Linked DNA regions of Mus musculus: region 2 is linked to region 1. A link is a contact called in public Micro-C data. All regions are on one chromosome and are shown on one strand. Each heading gives the region's core, a stretch centred on a gene start, on an enhancer-like site or on the middle of the called end of the contact. The rest is flanking DNA. Distances are from core to core; before and after follow the strand shown.

The links. Hi-C and Micro-C count contacts between places; a contact is called where the count stands out from the background.
Region 2: a Micro-C map of muscle stem cells shows a contact between it and region 1, with 5 times the contacts expected there. The contact joins two enhancer-like sites. A contact is called at or near these places in 4 of 484 Hi-C or Micro-C datasets (liver, muscle stem cells and myocytes) and 5 of 115 datasets of contacts at active chromatin or transcription factors (astrocytes, embryonic stem cells, fibro-adipogenic progenitors and 2 more).

What each region holds. Positions count from the first base shown.
Region 1 is chr11:16,588,329-16,595,144 of GRCm38.p6, forward strand. No RefSeq gene overlaps it. Among named protein-coding and RNA genes, the nearest start is that of Sec61g, 83 kb to the left of the region's middle. Within about 2 kb of position 3,308, at least 232 of the 459 cell types and tissues checked have an H3K27ac peak or open chromatin away from gene starts, as enhancers often do. A contact at or near this core is called in fibro-adipogenic progenitors, muscle stem cells and myocytes, where this site is marked.
Region 2 is chr11:16,812,826-16,819,641 of GRCm38.p6, forward strand. The region is part of intron 1 of Egfr (epidermal growth factor receptor); the gene reads left to right. Egfros (a long non-coding RNA gene) reads right to left here. Exons shown (of 3, transcript XR_003949851.1): 2 at 6,200-6,409; 3 at 1-4,818. Among named protein-coding and RNA genes, the nearest start is that of Egfros, 15 kb to the right of the region's middle. Within about 2 kb of position 3,811, at least 34 of the 459 cell types and tissues checked have an H3K27ac peak or open chromatin away from gene starts, as enhancers often do. A contact at or near this core is called in fibro-adipogenic progenitors, muscle stem cells and myocytes, where this site is marked.

The sequences.
Region 1 (6,816 bases), core at 2,058-4,557:
CATATACACTTATACACACATATATATGTATATGTATTTTGGAAGGAGCATTTACCATGTATCTATATAACATGCATTTTATGGCTTAAGGTTCTCTTGTGACTCCAGTAAATGTTGTTTTACACATAGCATTAAACACATAGTGTTTTAAGGTTTTATGAAATAGACCAAAATCTTTCACTTTAATATGTTTTAAAAAGTTATGAGTATCCAATTTTATTAGGGCACTTTTTTTTCCTTTTTTTTTTCTAGACAGGGTTTCCTCTGTGTCCCTGGTTGTCCTGAAACTTACTCTGTAGACCAGGCTGGCCTCAAATTCAGAAATCTGCCTGCCTCTACCTCCCAAGTGCTGGAACTAAAGGGTGTATCACCATTGCCCAGTAGGGCACATGTTTTTATTAGGCCTTTATTATATTACCAAAATTTATAAATATGCACATGTCCATTTTAATTAGGTGTGCTAAAATATAGAATATAAGCATATTTATATATAAATATATAAAATAATATATGTTGGTTTTTTGAGACAGGATTTCTCTGTATGGCCCTGGCTGTCCTAGAACTCACTGTTGACCAGGCTGGCCTTAAACTCATAGAGATCTACCTGTCTCTGCCTCTCAAGTACTAAGAATAAAGACATGTACCACCATACCTGGCAGACAATAATAATTTTAACACATCATAAAAAAAAACAAACTTAAGTGGTTCCAATTTGTAACTTATTTCTGATTTTTCAAAACACAGACATATAAACACAATCGTCATATTTACATTCACCCAGGAATGTAGCTCCTAATGTGTAAGTTCCAGCCAGGGCAAAGCACAGGAAACAGGAAAACCCAGGGAACTTGTCTCCCTCAACATTGCTAATCAGAGTGTAACAGCCAGCAATGGGAGTGAGCTAGATAAAATTCCAGGCAAGAATTATCAATAAGTTCATAGAACTGAAAGAGGGCACAAACTACTGGGAAGTTCTGGAGAGCACACACAGCTTCATGGAAATGGTCAGGAAAGGACAGAATGATCTAAATTTTAAGTCAGCAGAGATGGGAAAACAAAACTGAAGTGCTAGAAATGAAAAATCCTATGAGTTAAATAAAAAGCTCTTTGGAAAAGCCTCACCAGCAGAATTGGATCCCTGAGAGGACAAAATGTCCTTGGCGGGGCTTGAAGACAAGAGAGGAACTGAAACCCTCATTCAAGGACAAGGATAAATTTTAAAAACAAAAATGCAAAACGATGGTGGGTGATTTTAAGACTCCCTTCTCATCCATTGACAGGTCATCACAGCAAAAAATAAACAATAAAAAAATAGGAGTTAAATGCCGTCATGGATCACATGTAACTACTACCTACATCCTGTCTGATAACAATTACATAAAGGCAGCAATCCATCCCAAGAGAAACTGCAGAAGTACACAAACTAGTGGGGATTAGACAGCATGGTGTTGGAGGCTAAGCGGGTCACCAAAGAAATCAAGATGGAAATGATTTGCACAATTTTATCTGAGAATTGAAAACTAATACATAATTACTTACAAGACAATTTAGTAAACCAAAATCATGATATGTATACGAACTAATATTCAGCTTTAAAATGAAGGAAGCTCTGACAAAATATGGGTGAACCTTGAGGACAGGTGATACATAAACAGTCACAGAAAATCAATTTATGTATGTCACATGGGTGACAACTGCAATCAAATTCATCAGGTCAGAAAACAGAGTGATAGGCTACAGCAGCTAGAATAATGGGGGTGGGGGTGGGGGTGGGGGTGGGGGGCTGGAGTGGTTGTTTTTATGGAATAAACATTAGTTAAAGAAAATGAAGTTCTAAAAATTAATGTTGGTGAATTCCCTACTGGTGAATCCATTCAACACCAGTGAATTTAAATTCTTATGAGGTATATTATTTTGTACTTCACAATTTAAAAAATGTAGAAAATGATGAACCTGTTAAAAAGTCTCTAAGCCCCCTTATCTTGATTGTTGCCCCTCTGACTTAGGGGACTAAAATTCACAGGTAATTCAGATACTTCGATACAGTGGGAATACTGAGGTCTCCGGAAGGAAGCTAAGCATGAAGCAGCTGCTGTTGTTGTGTGAGTTTGCACAGATTGTAGTTTGAGGGAAGTTGGTTTAATGGCTTCAATACAGTTGACTGCTGGGAAGAAAATAAAAAATGGAACCACTTAAGCAGTAAACAAAATTGTAAGAAACATAAGTAAAGGGGCTTTTGTAGATGCTACTTATCTAAATAAAAGACATTTTCACCTCCATCAAATAAATTAAATAAGTTTCAAATTTAAAAAAATTACAGTACATAAGGGAAAAACAGATTAGTAGAGATCTCTTTGTTTCGGTTGGCATTCTTTCAAGGATCCGCCCAACAGTTACCTAGCAACAGCCAGGTTGGCCTGGCTTACTGTAAAAGGGATTGTTTGACCTCTCCCTATCTCTCTGACTCTCTTCTCCCTTTGACTGACCCCTTTCTCCCTCTCTCCCCATTTCCGGTCTCCCCTTTTCTCGATGCTCTCTGGCCTGCCTCTTTTCTTTCTCTCCCTCTATTCCCTTCTCAACTCCCCTTCCCATGTCCCCAAATAATCTCTATGCTACCTTGGGAGGGGGCCTCGTCGTTGGCTTGCTTAGGTACGCCCTCCTACTGCATCGTAAGGTGCTCTAGAAAACATATCCCCGTTTCTATAAAACACATAAGTTTCTCTAAAACAAACCTTAAAAGATTACAGTGCATGGAAATAAGACAAACATAATTATAATAAAGTGAGTAAAAATCAAGGAAGAAGATGAAGCGGTGTTGTTTTTACAAATACAACTCCACATATGTGAAAGAAACAGAATAGAAAAATACTCTCAAAATTATCCTTAGAGATTGAGATTTTTCAAAGCTTCCGACACTTTTATCCACACTTAATGTGTGAGATTTTAGCAATACTATTACTTAACACTTACAATTAGAAAAGCTTTAATGCTATATTTAGCAACATAGGAAACGTTTCCCACTTCCAGCAGATTTTTCTGTTTGTTTGTTTGTGGGAAGCAGGCTGAAGGAAGATGATTATAACCAGCTGCCCCTTCAATGGATCAGGACTCAAACTTCTTTGCCTGGGGTTAGCACCGGTCTTAGATGTATCCCGAGAGTAGAACATGGCTGCTTCTTGTGGGTGAGGAAGGCCCTTTTGCTGCTGTGAGATTTATAAATAGGGTCACCCAGGCGTGTAGTGACGCTGAGTGACTTGGCCATAGTAACCAAGTGAGTCAGCAGGAGGCCAGGCTCCGGTCAGAATGCACTCATCCGGAGCAGCTCTGGGAGCAGCAACAGCTGCCATGGAGAGCTGGAGGAAGACCTTTTGTAGAGCCCTGTGAGGAATGCAAGGCACGTGGTGTGTTTGAGTAACCAGGCTTGCCAGATTGCCTTTCAAGTGCAGAGCCCAGGGGGATGCAGCCAAAGGAGAGCAGAGGGTTACTGACGTGTTTTCAGGGGGTTTTCTTAGCCTGAGTGAGTAAGGCATGCCCTTCTCTCTTCCAAACAGGGAGGCTGCAGGTTGGTGGTCAGACCACCTGGCCCTGCTGCTACTCAACTTTCATTAAACCTTCTGTAGCCCATTTTGGAGTCTTTTCTTTGCAGGTTTATCAATCTCCATGTAGTCAGCAAGGGCAACCGCAATGCTTTTCTCCTGGCCCCTGGCATGGCCAGGTTGGCTGGGCCCTGAAGGTGCTTTTTTGCCCTAGTAGCTGAGATCTACATTTGTCCCTCATCTGTATTCTGAATTCATGGAGATTTCTGTGCGGAGAGTGCTGGACAAGTTGAAACTGGGCAGGTATTTCTCAGGAATGTTTTTAGAATTCCATTTGAATGCCTTTTCTCTAGTGTCATTTACTGTAGCTGAAGCAGCCAAATTACTGGGATACTCACTGACCAAGACAGGCTGACTGCTGGTCAGCTATCAACCTGGCTCTACAGAAGCGAAAGGATCCGTGGGATCTGCTAGTGTGTGTGTGTGTGTGTATGTATGTGTGTGTGTGTGTGTGTGAGAGAGAGAGAGAGAGAGAGAGAGAGAGAGAGAGAGAGAGAAAGAGAGAGAGAGAGAGCGCACGAGTGAGAGACAGAGACAGAGAGAGACAGAGACAGAGACAGAAGCTTCAGAATATTTCAAAGCTCCCTGGGATGTGAACATTCAGAAGTTGAGAAGCTGGTGTGGAGCATAACAGGCCACCCTTGCCAAGATGGCTTCTGATACTGTTGTGTTTTATAAAAAGAAAGAGGATACGTTTGATAAAGCCAGGTATGGTGAGGTGGGAGGGGTGCCTTGGCGGGTCATGACAGGTATAGTGTAGACAGAGTTTATTTAGGGCATGGGAAGCGGGGGGGGGGGGGGGTTAGAAGGAAGTAGAGGCAGAGAAAAACACACAGAGGGGGAGAAGGGAGGTGGGGAGAGCGGGGGTAGGGGGGGAAGGCTGTCCAGGAACAGGTGGAGAGGGGTGCGGAGGAATGGGAGGGAGGGAGAAAGGGGTCAGGGAGAGAAGAGAGTCAGAGAAAATTAGAGAGTAAGAGGAGGGAGCAAACAACCCCTTTTATAGTGAGCCAGGCCTACCTGGCTGTTGCCAGGTAACTGTTGGGCGGAGCCTAGAAGGAATGCTAACAGATAACTGTACTTATCCTGAATCTTGCTGCAGGCCTGTCCTCCTGGGCAGGGGCAGCAAAGAGTGGGAGCTCTGGCTTCAGAGGAGAGCATGTGGATCTGTTCCTTTCCTTGGCAGGCCTGGAACTCACTCTGTAGACCAGGCTGGCCTCGAACTCAGAAATCCGCCTGCCTCTGCCTCCCGAGTGCTGGGATTAAAGGCGTGCACCACCACGCTGGGCTCCACTTTGTTTTAAAAGTTGCTTTTTCAGTTTGCTGTGTAAAAACTTTTAGTTGAGTTCCCAGTGGTACTCTGTGCTGTTTTAAATTGTTTGAGATGTAGGTTTCTTCAAATGCCTACCATTTCTTCTGAGGAGGCTACAAGAAACCTGTTTCAGGAGATATAGGGAAGGAAGATTGTATCTGAGGGTTGTTTGGGCAAAGAGGTTTGGCTGGGTGGGTGGTTGGGAAAAGAATTGAGTAAGATTCTCCATCTCTGTTGTCTTCTGTCTCTAGCACCTAGTGACAGAACCTGACGAGGATCGACTATCAAACTAAGTAGGCAGTTACACACACACACACACACACACACACACACACACACACACACCAGGAGCAGAATATACAGAAGAATGAAAGCTAAGAACAATAGTTACTAGCACATGGTTTACCCTAACTTGTCGCTGTCAGTGTCCTTCAGATATGTCAGAACCCAACCTGGCCATAGCCCCAGCCATATCTGTTTTCACCACCAATTTCTGAATGAAGTTCAAACACCACAACCCCCCCCCCCCCACACACACACACACACACACACGGAGTGTGTATCCCACCTAAGGGATTTTCTTCTCTTCGTATTCATAACACTGCTGGCCAATGACTATATATAAATAATGTTCTTCATTGTTGTGGCCAAATGTCAGACAAGAAGCAGTCAAGAGAACTTATGTTGGCTCAGGGTCTGGAGGATATGGTGACCCTTCAGGATAGAGAATTAATAGTAGCAAGCAGTATATTTGGTAATTCAGAAAGCAAAACAGGGGATGCCAAGAGTTAGCTGGTTTTCTTTTTATTCCCCTTTTTATTCAGTTTAGGGCACGGCAGCTAGGACTGGCACTTAAAACATCACTATCTTTCTCCAGCCAAGATATGCTACACTGTAAGTAGGTGACATTTCCCAGAATCCTACCTAGTGGCTGCTCGGACCTTTCTAACTTCCTGTTACAAAAGGACGCTGGAGCAAACTGGGTAGGAAACACATTTATTATTCTTGCTCCCTTTGATACAGTTAGAGCGTGTATGACTAGAATTTTGAGGGTCCATGCATGTCTTTAAAGTTCTCTTCCTGTAGCCTGGGTACCAAGATTCTCTGTGAAAGGAACATCTTGATTTATGATGTTAGTCCTCAATTGCCCTTCTGTGTTTAGCTCAGTCTCTCACTTGTCAATTTATGGTATAGAACTGAGGGTTCTCTCCTACCCTTAAGCCATGATTCCTAAGCATTTATCTCAGCCTTTAGCATTAGGCCTTGTTTCTAATCTCCTGATTATGGATTATTCTTTCTGATACAACCAAGTTTTTATAATCATCTCTAGGTAAATTGAAAATTAACAGGCTATTCACAGAAAAAAGACATTAATAATCAGCTAGTGTAGATGACATTTCATCTTTACAACAATGAGAGAATGCACATGCACATTCTCTCTCTCTCTCTCTCTCTCTCTCTCTATATATATATATATATATATATATATATATGTGTGTGTGTGTGTGTGTGTGTGTGTGTGTTTAATTATCATTTTTCTGATCATATTCAATACCACTTCTTCCCCTACCTCTTCTCTGATCCACCCTCCTTTTCTGCACTTTGTATACTCTATTATAATAACCTTCCTAGAATCCCATCTTTGCTGTCCATATACTCACAGGTATAGTGCCATCCACTGGAGTGTAGAAATCTATAGGGCTAGACCCTGAAAGAAAACAGACTGTCCCTCCTCTAGAAGACATCATCTATCAATAGCTCCTCAGTTAGGGGTGGAAGTTCACGACCCCTTTGACACTATGCCAAAATGTTGACTTGCTCCATCTTATTCAGGTCTCCTAGGCAACCACAACTGCTCATGAATGCAATAGTCATTTCAGGTCCAGAAGATTTTGTGTGGTTCCTGCCTTC
Region 2 (6,816 bases), core at 2,561-5,060, 220 kb after region 1:
TTTGTATGTGTCTGTGAGTGGACAGTATATGCACTGATAGAGAGGCCAGAAGAGGACACTGGATCATCTTGAGCTGGATTTACCGATTGTGAGCCATTGGACAGGGCTACAAGACTGGAACTTGAGCCCTCTGCAAGAGCCATGCATACTCTTAATTGCTGAGCCAGACCCTAAGTATATCTTTAAAAAACAAAAGAAAAAAAAAGACAACAAACAAAAAAACCCCACCTTTTTAATGTTTTATTTATCTATCTTTTGTAGACAACAATCCTGCTGGCTTGCAGAATGAGAGCAGTGAATTGTGAAATACTCACACATGCAGGAGAAAGAATTTTTGTTTTGGGATTTTTGTTTGTTTGTTTTTTAACTTTGAAAAACTTAACAATGCATTTCAATTTTTAAAGACCCTAGTTTGGAATTTTATAAAACACAGAGCAGGCTTGGGTTTATAAGCTTTTTATTGAAATGTGAGTTTTAAAAGTATATATGCTTCTTCCCTGTGTGGGTCACTGTTTACTATTTGAATATCTGACCTCAGCAACAGCTAAATTCTGTTCCTAAATGGTGTGTGGACCCATATCACTAGTCAGTCATACTTTAGTCCTGATAAAGCAAAGAGTCTGCTCTAAAAGCATCACAAAGTCAGGAGGAAGAGCCAGATAAGCAGACACTTGCACTGTAACAGGCTATTAAGATCTGGGTAATGGGAAAAATAACAGTGACTATCCTGAAAGGGCCTGATGATAGTAGTTCCTCATGCAGAGAGAGAGGTGTGTGGGCTGAGGGACTGGTAGCAGACACAAAAGGTGAGGGAAAGGAATAGCTAGAGGAGGCAGATGGTTATCTGTGTCCCCTCCAGCCTCCTTTGGTATGTGCACTTCTTTCTTGTCACCTGCTACAGAACAGAGCCAAGGAGATCAAAATTTCCATCATTTGGGTAACAAAATCTCCCACTTTGTTCTTAAGTCTGCCCCAGAGTGGGGGCAAGCAGCAGCTAAGCAGCTATGAAGGTGCCTGCTCTGCAGAGGGCGTTTGGTGTGTGTGTGTGTGTGTGTGTGTGTGTGTGTGTGCGCGCGCGCGCGCGCTTGTGTCATCTGAGTGTGTGTCTGTTAGATTTTGGAGAAGACACCTTATTAAGTCCGTACTTCCCTGAAATCCTTAAGCTTCATGACTAATCCCTACCCCACTCTATTTCCTGAAGGAAGTTCTGGAGGCTGGAGAGGTGGCTCAGTGGTTAAGAACATGGCTGCTCTTCCAGAAGACCTGGTTTCAATTCCCTGCATCCACACAGCAGCTCATACCTGCCTGTAACTCCAGGTCCAGGGGATATGATACCCTCAGACAGACACATATGCAGGCAAAACACCCAGGCACATAAAATAAAAATAAATCATTAAAAAGCAAGCAGCTTGTTCCAACCAACAAAACTGATGTCCTGTCTCCTAAGTGGGCAGCCCTTAATCATTTTCAGAGAACGTTACCAGGTGTCTCATGCAACCCTGCTCAATATTGGGGGATGAAACTTCATTTCCCAGATCTCTTTCTTTTTTATCTGGGCTGGCAATTCAATCAATGCTGAGGTCTACAGTGCTTAGGAAAGCACTCAGGAGGCTCCCTGTGAACTTGATATGGCCCTGGGATTTGTGTCACTGTGACCCCAATCTCATACAGAGCCCTGCAGTTGAAGGAGGCCACACTCAGGCTCCAACTTCTTATTATTTCATGCTGCAGGGTACTGGCAAATCAAATCTAAACTGAGAGCCTAATGCCCTTAAGTTGTGCCCACCCACACACATGATATGTTTTACATTTCCTACCACCATCCCTGTTATTGTTTAAGTGAGTTTGGGAGAAAAACTGTTTTTGTCATCATACAAAACTCAAGCATGGAAGGAATCAAGTTTATATACCTTTTTTCAAGGGTCAAAACAAGCTTGCAATATCAAATGTTGCCAAGCATGGAGGCAACAGACGTCATTACTGTGCTGGTCTAATTACAACTGTGTTGTTGTTGTTGTTGCGTCAGCCACGCCAAGAGGAGACACCAGCAAAGTATCTCTAGCCCTTTGCAGATGATAAGTATGGTTTTGATTTCATTGCTAAAATCTAGCTTGTTTGGAGATAGGGTTTGAGATTATGGATCTGGAGAACGCCTCGTGTCTGTGATTTCAAAAGAATAACCAGATAAAAGCATTAAGTTCCAATGTCTGGGAATTCATCTCTAAAGAGTTCACTTGATTGGTTAATTCTGTGCATCCTGTCCTAACCCGTGCAATGTTCCAACTGTACCTTTCTATTTTAAATAAAAGACTGCAGCCTTGGTGCTGAGGTGTCAGTAGGAAAATACTTGAGACTATAAGTTTGACCTACAGACCCTAAAAGCAAAGAAGGGTCTAAACTAAAAGGATATTCTAACATTCATTTAGCTAATTTTTCTGTGTCTTGGCCCTCAACCAGTAGCTAAAACACAGATGAGCTAAATGGTCCAGTGATATCTATAAATACGCTCTCGAAAGCTGGCATTAGGCATTTCAATATGCTTTTCCCAGGATGAGCGTTCTTGGATTTTTTTTTTTTTTGCACTGTCTTTTGTTTAATTCTTTTTCCTATGTTTGAAATTCTAAAGTCTTTGTATTGGTCTGTATGCTTTTCAAAAATGAAGATTGTTTTCTACTGGAGTTGTATTGGTCTACTTAATTCCACTGCATTCTGAGTTATTAGCCTGAGCAATATCCTGCCTTGACGGCAAAACACCATTATTCACATAGAAGACCACAAGTAAGTTCAAATCTTAGGTCAGTTTCTCTTTTGCAAGTTTGAGTCCTCATTCATGGGAACCAAAGGGGAAAATTTTCTCCTTCCTGTGTTGTACATCTGTTGAACTTTTCCTGGACTTCTGTGATGTAAAAGTTCTTATTTAGAAATAGTCATTTCTAAGTATATCTGTGGCCTATAAACAATAACAACAACAATAATAAGACCAAGTAACTTTTAAATGCTGTGTTTTTCCCAATTTTGATTTTTTAAAAATAATTAATTAATTTTATCTATATAAGTACACTGTAGCTGTCTCAGACACAGACCAAAAGAAGGCATTGAATCCCATTATAGATAGTTGTCATCCACCGTGTGGTTGATGGGAATTGAACTCAGGACCTCTGGAAGCGTAGTCCTTGCTCTTAACCACTCAGCCATCTCTCTAGTCCCTCAGTTTAAACTTTAATAGAAACTCTGAGCTGGAAGCTAGTGCTGTCTTCTTGGTTTAGGGAGTAGGAGAAATGAGTGCAATTCTCTGTACATCTTCCCTAAGGTGGTGCTGTACTTGTCCATCCTGTGGGTGGGAACGGGGATGGGGTTAAGATTGGTCCTTTGTCTCCCCCATCTTGTCTTGAAGGCTGTGGTAGCTCTGGGAGTTGTCGAGGCCTTGGAGGTGCAGAAGTGCCAATGGACATGAAGCAGATGGCTTTATAAAATATCAGTTCTATTAAAAATGATGGCAAAACCATGTGTGAGACAGGAAGTATATCTACCAAAAACCCGCAGTGCAACTCATGTTAGACATAAAAAAATAAAACCTATTCTACAGAACCAAGATCGGCTCCGTGAGGTCCACTTTTCCCTATTATGAAGAATATGTTTATCCTGAAGGAGTGACATCTGGTGATAACATTCCTTCATTTGGAAATGAATCCGTGGAAAGAAGTTTCCACTGACTTACAGGGAGAAAAATGAATTGGCTTAACCCAGCATCCAGCTCTTTATCCTCAGGAGAGAGCCCAGTCAGTCATAAGAGGCAGCTGCCTTGCGCAGATGCCAAGCTCCTGCGGCTTGCTTTGTCAGCCCTTCCTGAGCAGTGGGTTGCAGGCAACTGCCTATGTAGGTGTATCCGCAGATGTGGAGGAGTCATTTGGGAGACGAGCACATCCCATGAGGATGTGCAGTCACCAGAAAGCGCGCACAGCCCACTTATCTGGACAGTGAGCACACTACTTTTGGGAGAATGCTTACCCAGTAGACTAAGGGTTACAGACCAGGAAGCCATAAGTACATGTAGGGCCTGACCGTGTACCCAGAGTGTGTACTGCGAATAGGGGCAGTGCTAGTTTTTCTTTTATCGTTCTAATATGATGGCCACATCCAGACTTTCAGGCTTCACACGCATGTGCTCATCTTGGATCAGTTTGAAGAAAATGAAGGTGAAAAGAAATATAGAGTGCTTTCGGTGTGTTCCCGTCCATCTTCATTGCTGTAGAATCACGGGTTTTTAACTGAGGTTCATTTCACAGGATCTGGCCAGATCCTACTCTTTGGCAAGTGGAGCAATTATTTTTGGAAAATGAGAAAAGCACAGAAGAATCTAGCAGAAGCATCTTCGGACATCTTAAACCATGATTCATATCAATGGGAATTCTGCTTTGAAAGACTGAAATGAAGTGCCCAAAGTAACTCTGGGAGTTTTGAGGGAGAGCCCACGAGCCCTGTCTTAGTGCCCATGAGATTGTGATGGGTGAAAATACCAGCTTGTTGTTCATGTCCTTTCGCAACTTTCTTCCAGGTGGAAGACGGTCTTTGACACATGAATTGAGTCACCTGAATGAATGACATGAGCTCCTTAGGCATCTCTGGGCTTTTGGGTGTGTAGACGTGCCAGGAATGTCTTATGTTCTTGGTAACTGAGGACTGTCACCTTCTGGCGGGAAAGATGGTGTGGTCATGGCCACGGTGCCTCTCCTCCCCTGAACATCTGGCTCTGTGCCTTCCATCATGCTTATCAGCTGAGGAGAAACAAGCTTCAGGGATTTAGTTGACTAGATTCTGCTGAAAAGAAAGAAGAAAAACTTAGAAATGAAATGTGTGCTGAGTTAAAGTTTATGACTCAGTAAATAGTATAAAATGGCAGGTTTATCTCTGGGTTCTTTATCTGTGTTCTCCTTCTAATGAGACAGTGTAAGGGAAGAAGGGAGGGAGGGATAGAGGAGTAAGAGACAGAGAGAAGGGGTGGGAGAGAGGGGGATGGGGGAGGCTTATCTTTGAAGGCAGAGCACACATGGACGCTGAGCAGCTAAAGAAGCTTGTGCCTCTGAGTTCTTTCATTTCTGTGTCCAAGGCTAGGATCCTTAACATGACCTCAAAATAAACAAGTTTTGAAGATTATTTTTACTAATTCATTGAAAATTTCATACATTTATACTGTGCACCTTGATTCTATAATCCACTATTACTTCCCTCTGTTTATCTCCTGTTGCACAAGCTTCAGGCCCCACAAAATATGACAGGCCCTTTGCCCCACTGTTACCTCTCCTCCTATGTGGCTAGAGTTGCCAGTTCCAGTCATCTGCCCTTTCTCAAGTGCAAACCACCTTTCCCCTAAAGCAGAATGATGCTAGGTGGTTCTGAAGACTAAAGGGGAGAGGCTACATAACTAATGTCCAGCGATGGTACCAGTCATTGAGGTTCTGTCTTACATATGGCCACACTGAAGAGGATTCCTCACACGGAAGCAGTTTGGCTCATCCTTCAACAAGAAACTGTTACACGCATATCTCCTAGCACAGGACAGCTGTGTGAGTGAGCCTCCATTTCCTAATTTGTACAATGGAAGAACTAGCACCCATCTCAAAGGGTCACATGTAAACATAGGGACACATATACAGACATAGCTACACATGCACACACAGAGAGAGAGAGAGAAAGAGAGAGAGAGAGAGAGAGAGAGAGAGAGCATGCACTAGAGAAAAGCAGATCTTTATTTCTCCCTGTTCTTCAACAATAGAGCAAAGCAAGCTAATTTGAGACTCAGTAAGTACCACAGGATTTCAGATCTCCTCACTCTCAGCCCCCGTCCCTCTCATTCTGAGCTTATGTGAAATGTTCTCACTGTCACCGTCATACCTGTCTTGTTACTTTTGGGCTACTCTGTAATGACGGGCCTTCCTGTGACGCAGGCCAGACTGTATCAGTGTGTTCATAGCTAATACCCAGCAGCAGTGAACTGGAACTTCACACGTATGGTGGGAATATCACATGGTCTGTCTATGGAACCTCTGTTCATTTCTTCTGCTTCTTCATGAAAGAAACAGCATTGGGCCGCCCACTTAAACGGAATGTTCTATTCTAGGCTGTTTAACTTCAGGGAAGCTGTGAAACACTAGGGAAAACAAAAGGACCACACTTGGGAAGGGGAAATGTATTGGCTCACCCAGAACAGAAACCTCTCCGCTGCTTTCTCTCGTAACTGTGTCTGTCCTCTGTGGCCTCTACTCTCCAGGTTGTTTGTGAGGATTCTTGCTGTCTGAGACAGGCAAAGCTCTAGGGTGGTGAGTTTTTTTCACAACCCCTTCCTGAAGTTCTGGAGGTTTTGCCTTCATTGGATAGTGACCAACACACCGTGCTCCAAACCAGTGTAATTCTGAGAAAGAAATGAAATGAACATGGTGTAATTATTTTTCCTCCATTCTTCGGAAAACCTCCATTTGCTGTTTTACTGTCTTTCTTTTGCTTGCGAGGATGCTCAAGCCAGGGAAATTGTGCCTTACTCCAGCCCACATAACTGGGCTCTGTCCTCACTTCCTGCTTTCTTCATTCCTGCTTCTCCCTTTCCATCTGCCTCCCTTCCCCCTCCACCTCTCTATTTTAAATTGACACAATAACTGTACAGATTTATAGACTGCAATGTATTGTACATTGTCTAATGATCAAACTGGGTAATTATTGCATGCAGCGCCACAAACATATGCCACTTCTTCCTACTGAAATACATAAAGTCTTCCCTTGTAGCTGTTTTATATAAGACACTGTGCTATAAATATAAACTTT